3 separate regions of the Mus musculus genome follow, and regions 1 and 2 are each linked to region 3. Evidence: chromatin contacts called from public HiChIP or PLAC-seq data. All regions are on one chromosome and are shown on one strand. The core of a region is the stretch at or near the end of the contact, and the rest is flanking DNA. Distances in the headings are between cores, read along the strand shown. Region 1 overlaps Sorcs2 (sortilin-related VPS10 domain containing receptor 2). Region 2 overlaps Sorcs2 (sortilin-related VPS10 domain containing receptor 2). Region 3 overlaps Ablim2 (actin-binding LIM protein 2).

What was found. HiChIP or PLAC-seq counts read pairs in DNA pulled down with a chosen protein or histone mark.
Region 1: a contact with region 3 is called in a FOXA1 HiChIP or PLAC-seq map of pancreatic cancer cells. The contact joins two enhancer-like sites. A contact is called at or near these places in 1 of 484 Hi-C or Micro-C datasets (the HL-1 cell line) and 1 of 115 datasets of contacts at active chromatin or transcription factors (pancreatic cancer cells).
Region 2: a contact with region 3 is called in a FOXA1 HiChIP or PLAC-seq map of pancreatic cancer cells. The contact joins two enhancer-like sites. A contact is called at or near these places in 2 of 115 datasets of contacts at active chromatin or transcription factors (embryonic stem cells and pancreatic cancer cells).

What each region holds. Positions count from the first base shown.
Region 1 is chr5:36,073,935-36,076,634 of GRCm38.p6, forward strand. All of the region lies in intron 4 of Sorcs2 (sortilin-related VPS10 domain containing receptor 2), which reads right to left. Among named protein-coding and RNA genes, the nearest start is that of Gm52811, 9.7 kb to the right of the region's middle. Within about 2 kb of position 1,372, at least 71 of the 459 cell types and tissues checked have an H3K27ac peak or open chromatin away from gene starts, as enhancers often do. A contact at or near this core is called in pancreatic cancer cells, where this site is marked.
Region 2 is chr5:36,135,145-36,137,844 of GRCm38.p6, forward strand. All of the region lies in intron 3 of Sorcs2 (sortilin-related VPS10 domain containing receptor 2), which reads right to left. Among named protein-coding and RNA genes, the nearest start is that of Gm52810, 9.8 kb to the right of the region's middle. Within about 2 kb of position 1,322, at least 18 of the 459 cell types and tissues checked have an H3K27ac peak or open chromatin away from gene starts, as enhancers often do. A contact at or near this core is called in pancreatic cancer cells, where this site is marked.
Region 3 is chr5:35,769,952-35,772,651 of GRCm38.p6, forward strand. The region is part of intron 1 of Ablim2 (actin-binding LIM protein 2); the gene reads left to right. Among named protein-coding and RNA genes, the nearest start is that of Ablim2, 13 kb to the left of the region's middle. Within about 2 kb of position 1,335, at least 34 of the 459 cell types and tissues checked have an H3K27ac peak or open chromatin away from gene starts, as enhancers often do. A contact at or near this core is called in pancreatic cancer cells, where this site is marked.

The sequences.
Region 1 (2,700 bases), core at 122-2,621, 300 kb after region 3:
AAGAAGAAAAACATTTAAGGGTCTAGTGGCAACATCTTTTGCATTAATGGGGGCATTACCACTGTTATCCCCACCAATGTGCTGGTGTTTATTATACCCATCCAAGAGCTTTATGGAGCCTTTCCAATTCATTCTCATGGGGGGGGGAGGTGATTTTACTATCTGTCATCAATTCTGCAGAAATAGAACACTTCTGCTTAATAAAAGATAAACGTTGAAAATAAACAAGAGCCAACACTGGAGGGATAGCTGAGTAGCTAAAATCTACATAAAGGTAGCCTGTGGCAGGGTGGAAGATCAGCTCCAGAGGGTGCATATCAGGAGATTGGTGGAATGTACTTTAAGGCATTGCTTCTCTGAGAAAGGGTAAGAAAATTCAGCCAAGGCAAGGAGAAGGTGACATTATGGGAAAGTGCACCAAGGAGTACATATAAGTGACCCTCATATGGGACCAGAGGGCCAGCAGCTTTGCTCTGAGCTCTGGTGGCATCACTGTTGAAAGTGCTCAGCTTTCATTCTCCCTTGCTCAGAATGCCTTGTCTTCATAGGTGGAACACTAATGCCTGCCATTGCACTGACTCTCTTGCAGCTAGACTATTGGGTCAGAGTAGGAATGTGTTCACAGGGTTTAGAAAGTCAAATCGAGATGAGGTGTTTCCTTCTCTCCTTGGGGTACATCCTCTGTCTCAGGGAGCATGCTTAACTCTGGAGTGCAGAGGGAAATATACATTCTGCTTTTTACATAGGTGCTGGGGATATGAACTCGGGTTCTCATGCTTGTACAAAATGCAATTGCAGACTGAGCCATTTCCCCAGACCCAGAAGTATTTCTTGACTGGAAGAGAGGAAAAGAGGGAAACAAAGCAAAACAAAGTGAATCTGACCTTATCTTAGAAATAAGTACCCCAGCCAGAAAGCAGGTCTACAGTTCTGGCCCAGGGAGATAAGGCTGTGGGTGATAAGAAAGTATTCCCAAGAGATCTGGGTAGAAAGGACGAACAGGTCTTGGGAGGCTTAGGACCTTGCTAAGACTTGGGAGGAACACATATTGGGTATCACCCAAAAATTCTGTAGGTACAGTAAGGTACCTCAGATTGTGTCCCAAATCATGACATAGTGAGGAAGGAACAGCGGAAGGCAGGATACTCCCAAGTGAGGCAGAGCCTTTGTTAGAGCAAGGGCAGGCATCCTGGAAGAGGAAGGAGAGGTGGGTGAGGGGATGGCAGAGCAGGGGAAAGGAGTCTGGGACTGAGTGGCCAGCTCACTCCTGTTCATAGGCTGTTTGTGCCTACTTGGGGCCTCTGGACCTGGTGTATGACTGTCTGGTCAAAGTTGAAGCTGGTCAAGTTTCTGTTTTGTTCCACCCAATGTGGTGAGACCAGCATACTTCCCAGATGAGAGCCACATGGAATCCTGGACACTCCTAGCCAGGAACCACACCCAGAACATTCCAGAAAAGCCTGGCATAGCCCCAGCTACCTAAGGACCTAGGACCAATGCCCAGTGTACTGCTCTGAGCCAGAGTGCTTAGCAGTGTGTGCCTTTCAGCAGTGTCCAGACGCCTGGCTAACAGCAAGCCTGTAGATTTGTAGAGTCAGAGCTGGCCTGATTCCACTTCAGACACAGCTTCTTGGGCATCTAAGCATTGACAGACCACCAAGCCCCCACAAAACTCAAGACGGCCATCACTTACTAATTTCCCCAAATCCCTAGTTCCTTTTATAACAGCAATTAAACCTTTTTTTCCTCTCCTTTCTTTCCTTGTCATCACAGAAAAGAGCCAAGGAAAATAACCAAGGTTTTCAGCTCCATTAATTTTTCAGGGCACCATAAATTAAGGAGCAATTGCAACACAGTCAATTTCTTCAGGAAAATAACTCGCCGTAGCTGCGCTTTGGTCTAATTACATGGAAGGCTAAGTACTGCTATTAATACCCATAAGGGTGTGCAGCCCTGAGGGAAAGAGGTAGGAATAGACAGGCAGCCATAGGCCAGGGACACTAGACAATATGTGTTAGACCTTGGCAAGAAGGCTGGGCTCTGGGGAAAGCTGGCCTTGGCCATCACCAAGGGTTCCACTTGGGGTTCTCTTACCTGGCTGACCCCTGTTAGTAGGAATTTGTCATTGATCCATATGTTCATTCATTTAACCAACTTCAATCGATCCATTCATCCATCCATCCACTTATTTACTCACCATCTATCTCCCGCCCACATATCCATCCACCATCCTACTCAGCCAGGCATCTTTCCACTACCCCACATTCCTATGTACTAATCTGTTTGCTCATCTGGCTCCACCCCTGAACTCATCCATCTATTCATTATATATATATCACAGTCTATCCAAATCTATTCATCCATCCATCCATCCATCCATAATCTACCTATGGTGGTTTAAATAGGTATGGCCCCCAAAGACTTATGTGTTTGAATGCTTAGCCATAGAGAATATCTCTATTAGGAGGTGTGGCCTGGTTGGAGGAAATGTGTCACTGTGGGGTGGGCTTTGAGGTTTCCTATGCTCAAACTGTGCACACAGTGTGGCACACAGTCTCTGTCTGTTGCCTGCAGATTAAGATGAAGAACTCTCGGCTCCTCCATTACCATGTCTGCTGTGCACTGCTATGCTTCCCTCCATGGTGATAATAAACTGAACCTCTGAAACTGTATGTCAGTACTAATTAAATGCTCTCCTTA
Region 2 (2,700 bases), core at 72-2,571, 370 kb after region 3:
GATGGATGGACAGACAGAAAATAGATGAGCAGATAAGTAGATGGATGAATTACTAAGATGTCTCAGACTCTAATCCCTACCCCATGTCTATACTTGTTCCTTGGGGGCCTGAACTTCAGATCCACTTGTCCCATGATGCATCTGTTCATAGCTGTCCTGTGTGCTGACAGGGTAAACAAAGTCCGGAGTCCTTCTGGGCTTAGGATGAGGACATGTGGATGGGTAAGACCCGGTTGTTGGCTTCTGTGTCCTGAGGTTTTGGCCAGGAGATAATATTCAAAGATGTAGACTTGCAAGACTTGGGTTCAAGGCTAGCCCATCACTTGAACTACTTGATGCCCATGCAGAGATCCCTGCCCTGGCTCCTTATTGTCAGCAACCAGAGGACCACATCTCCAGCTAGCATGGTACGCTTCAGCTGTCTAATTCCCAGGACCTCTGCCCATCTTGACTACAGCTATACTAAGTGCCTCATTATGCCCTAGAAAAGGTGTAAACCCAAGAAAGGGAAATGTGACATAAAAAATGTCTTTCCTTCCATGGGGACCTAGAAATGACCTTGTGAGTGTGGGACCCCAGGCAGCTGAGCTGCCATGCTTTGGCCTTAGTCAAGAGGCAAACAAGGCCTCAGACACAGAGAACAGCCTCTCCTAGGAGAGATACTGTCACCTCCTCCACAGAGATGGAGTCTGAGGGTCCATCTCAGACCTCTAGGGAGACAGGTGTAGGCCTGCTCCCAACCCCTACCTGCTCTCTCTTTCCACCTAGCACTTGTCTCCAGCCAACAGCTACTCATAACCCCCTTCCAGGTAGAAATCAATTCTCCTCCCCTCCCCCACAGAGTGGAAACTCTGTCACTCTTCAGAGGAAGTGAGTAAATAAAGAGCAGCTTTAGGAAGCCTGCCCACAGCCTCCCTGCCTGCTGCCAGGAGGATGGGGATGGGGATGAGAGAGACAGAGCAAATAGATCGATAGAGGTAATTACTAGCCGCTTCCCAGGCTCAGCCACCCACATTTTTCCTGGGCTCCTAAGCCACAAGGACTAGAGCATCTATTCTGATTATTGCTTGTCCTGGAATTCTGGTCAGGGCCTCCAGGCCTCACCACTGGAAAATATAAAGGACAGTTTAGGATGGTGCGGAGTGAAGTTCCAGCTCCACTCTGTCTGTATCAGGGCCCTATGTAGCATGACTCAGAGTGTGACATCACATCCCCACCAGCAGGGGCTGGGCTGACACTGGTAAATGGTCACTGTGCAGGGCTCTCTCTCATAAAGAACAGGTGATGTTATTGTTCTTCAAACCACTGGCAGGAGAAAGGCACAGGGTGGGTGGGGCCTCACTAGACCTTACTGTGAGGAGAGGTGCTCACACCAAGGCCTCTTCCTATCTAAGTCACCTCTGTAACTAGTTTCCTAACCACAGCCAGGCTGTGGCTTTGAGATCCAGAGTCTGATAGGGGTTGTGATTGTCCAACCAGGACCTCTTCTGGCCCTACTCTCCAAACTTCCCATGCATTCTGACAGATTCCCACCTGTCCAAGGCACTCCCCCAATAAGCATAACCCTAGAGAGGCCCCCCAGATGGCTCAGCTGGGAGGGCTGGAGCCTGCCTCTAGGCACCTCCTGTTCCAGTCAAACTAAGAGGCCCATCAGTCCCCTACTGCAGTTCTGAAGGGTTGGGGAAGGGGTGTCCATGGGCCATCTACAGTCTCATGACTCTTCAGCCCAGCTCCACAGGGTGGAGACAAGCCCTGGTCTATCTGCCTGGTACATAGCTTGGGCATTGGGGACCCATGAATCTTGTAGGGTTATAGCCTGGACTCCAAGGACCAAACAGAGCTCAGTGGGAGGCAATGGGTGTTGGAGGAGCAGGAACACTGGATGAGCAAGCCTGCTTTAACCCCATAGCAGTCCTAGTGGACCACATGGGGTCAGTATGATGGAGCATAAGAGCAGGTATATGAATCTCCTGGACCAGATGGGAGGCCTCTTGAGGAGGGCTCCATAGCACTGTAGACACAGCAGTCATACAATGGGTTGTAGGACCTGGGCTCCAAGCACTGAAGTCAAGCAAAATTGAGTAGAGGATCTATTTTCCAAAAAGACACTAGCTCAACTCTCTCAACTGAAGTTCTCCTGGTCAAGGTGGGCAACTGGAGAGAGAGAGGGAGAGAGAGAGAGAGAGAGAGAGAGAGAGAGAAAGAGAGAGAGAGAGAGAGAGAGAGAGAGAGAGAGAGAGAGAGGTCACAGGACCCTTAAAGTGGCTCTGGGGACATTGTGAGTTCCTTCTTGCCAAACATAGCCATCTGTCCTTTTTATGGTTCCAATTGGTCTCAGTCCATGTCCTGCTTTCTCTAAGTCTGTAGGAAGTCACCCCATTGCTCTGGGTCCCATCATCCTCATTTGCAATTGGAGCTGGAACATGAAGATTACTCTTGGGCTCAGAGCACTCACAGACACGGAACACCCACATGTGAAGAACTCACAGGCATAGAATGTTCACAGAAACAGAGTATTCATATATACACAGAGCACTCCCATATGTGGGTCATTAACAGGTCAAAAGTACTTGCAGGATCACTCATGGGCACAGAAGTCTCACTGAGGGACTCACATATGTGGAACACTCACAGGCATAGAGCAATTCAAGAATGAAGCACCAATGGCCACAGAGCTTTTTTTTTTTTTTTAGTGGCACA
Region 3 (2,700 bases), core at 85-2,584:
CTGTGTTTCCTAATTGTGGTCCAGCTCTTGCTGCCTGCACCTCCTGCTGGCATGGTCTGTGCCTTGAGCCCAGGACAAAAGTAAACCCTTCAGTTGCTTTTGTCAGAGTATTTCATCACATCTACGGACAAGAAACAAAGATGGATGATTAACTCCAGTGATCCAAGGGCCTCCCTCTAGGCTGCATCTCATAAGGGCTCCTCCTCCTCATAGGGGGGTCAAGCCTTCAACACATACTCCTTTTGAGAACACTCAGTAACTGTCTTAAAGTTTTATTTCTGGACCACAGCAACTCTTACAAAGGACAACATTTGATGGGGGCTGGCTTACAGTTCAGAGGTTTAGTCTTTTATCACGTGGCAGCCTGCAGGCAGACATGGCGCTGGGGAATTAGCTGAGAGGTCTACATCTGGATCCCCAGGCAGTAGGAAGAGAGTGACTCACTAGGCTTGGCTTGAGCTTCTAAAACCTCAAAGCCCACCTTTACTGACATGTCTCCTCCAACAAGGCCACACCTACTCCAGCAGGGCCACACCTCCCAATTGTGCCACTCCCTATGAACCTAAGGAGCCATTTTCATTCAAACCACCATAATATCCAAACAATAACATCAACTGATGTCCAGAACTTTCTAGTCTTAGTAGCAAAATGGTCTTGACCTCAATAAGCCCCAAGAGCACCTTGGGGACTACTAGAAATCTCTGGGTCACTCTAAGAACTTCCGATTAAGGATAGAATATTATACTCTCGTTAAAGTGATACTGAGGGATTAATAGACTGAGCATCGGTGTCATCAACAGATGCAGAGTTCAGGATCTGTGTTTGTACACAGCGCTGTCTTACGTCAGAGGAAAATCCATCAAGAGGTAAAGGCGCGATGAGAACTCTTCCTTTACCCCAGCTCATTGCTTCTCGGGTTCTCAGAGCTGATTCATTTCAAGGCTGTGTGAATGATGCTCAGACTGGTCTCAAGGATGTTTCCCTGGAGAGCAGCCATTGGCTTCCCTACCCACGGCTGGTAGTCTACACTCACGGCAGAGCCTGGGCTCTGAGTGACACCTGGCAGGCTGCCAGTCCAGGGGCCCACGTGTTTGCGTGTTGTGATCTCCGGTGATGGGTTCATCTGCAGTTATGAACGAAAGAGGGGCTTCTGTGCAGGAGCAAACCTCACGTTGCTGATGAGAGATTGCTGCTCTGCTGAAATTCCGTGTCCTTGGTCAGAGGGAATGCTCACACCTGGCAGTGTTTCAGCGGAGAGCTAAATATACCCCGGGTGTGGCGACCTCAGAACCCAGGCTGCTGACAGGGGTGGGGCGAGGCCCCAGGGTGGGGCGGGGCCCCAGGGCCCCATTGTTTTATCTCATAGCAATCAATGCCTGGGTTTTATAGCTTCTAAGGGCTCTGGGGACGTGTGCAGGAATGACCTCCAACCCTTACAAATCCCTGTGATGTCACTGTTCCTATTTGCATTCATTGTGTTCCAATTGAACATGAAGTGTGATCTGCCTAAGGTCATGGGATGGGCAGGGCTGGACAGTGGGGTTCAGACCTGCAGGCCAGGAATGTGTGTCTCCCACAATGCCTTTCCAGTTCTGAAGCCAGTGAAGGTGGCAGCCCTGTATCTGATAGAAACCATCTGTAATGGTTAATACTTGATAGGGTCTAGAATGACCCAGCAGATGCACCTGGTGCACATCTGGGAGGGAGTTTGTAGATTGGATTTACTGGGGAGGGGAGACCCACCCTGAACACAGGTAGCACTGTCCTGCTGGAGGTTGGGTACCTATTTGAAATAATTAACAGTGTCTCTCTCATGGGTGGAGCAAACTGCCCTGTGAGCTGAGGGCATAGGGACCATCTGTAGCAAAGCGACAACCTCACCTCTAAAGCGTCACCCATTTTACAGGTGGGCATACTGAGTCGAGGAGGAACCTTCCTAGTGACACTCAGCGTTGGGCTAGCCTTCTGTCCAGATTCCTTCCCACCTCCAGCTACCCCTTCCCACAGACAGATCAGCACTCGGGCAGAGGCTCCTGTTTTTCAGCTGTTGTGAGACAGGGACATTGTGGTACTATTTATTATACACTGAAAGGTACTTTCACTGTGGAAGGAAAGGTAAGTCCTCCCTTTTACTTGAAATGGGACCATGATTCCATGGCTGGCACCTTGGAAAGTGCATCTGACCATAAGTTGGAATCTTGGGGTGATTTTTGTCCCATACCAGGGGCTCTGGGGCCTCTTTCCCACTGGTGGTTTATTCTAAGCTAGAGTATCTCCTTTTTCTGACTCTGAGCCCCCCCCCCCCGACACTCTATGAGACTCAGTGGGTCTCATACAGGGCTCTCTGCTTAAGCTAGCAAGGCACTTGTCTAAATCGGGCAGCTGGCTGGGTAATTGTCTAAGAAGGACATGACATTTGCTGATGTGACAGATGCCAGGAGACATGGCTCCTAGACCTTAGCCTTCTTCAGCTGGGGCATCCCCTACCCTGCCCCAGTGTCCTTAAGACAACTGGCTCCTAACAGTCAGTACAGTAGTTTTGAGACATGCTGGCAGAGTCACTTCTGTGTCCAACTCTGGCTAGGATGGCATTCCTCCCTCAGAAGTCCCCATCCATTGAGGAAGACGCACAAGATGCTAACTAACTACACATGGCGAGGAAGAACTTTTCAAGGAGGCAGTGGGTAGAACCTGACCTCA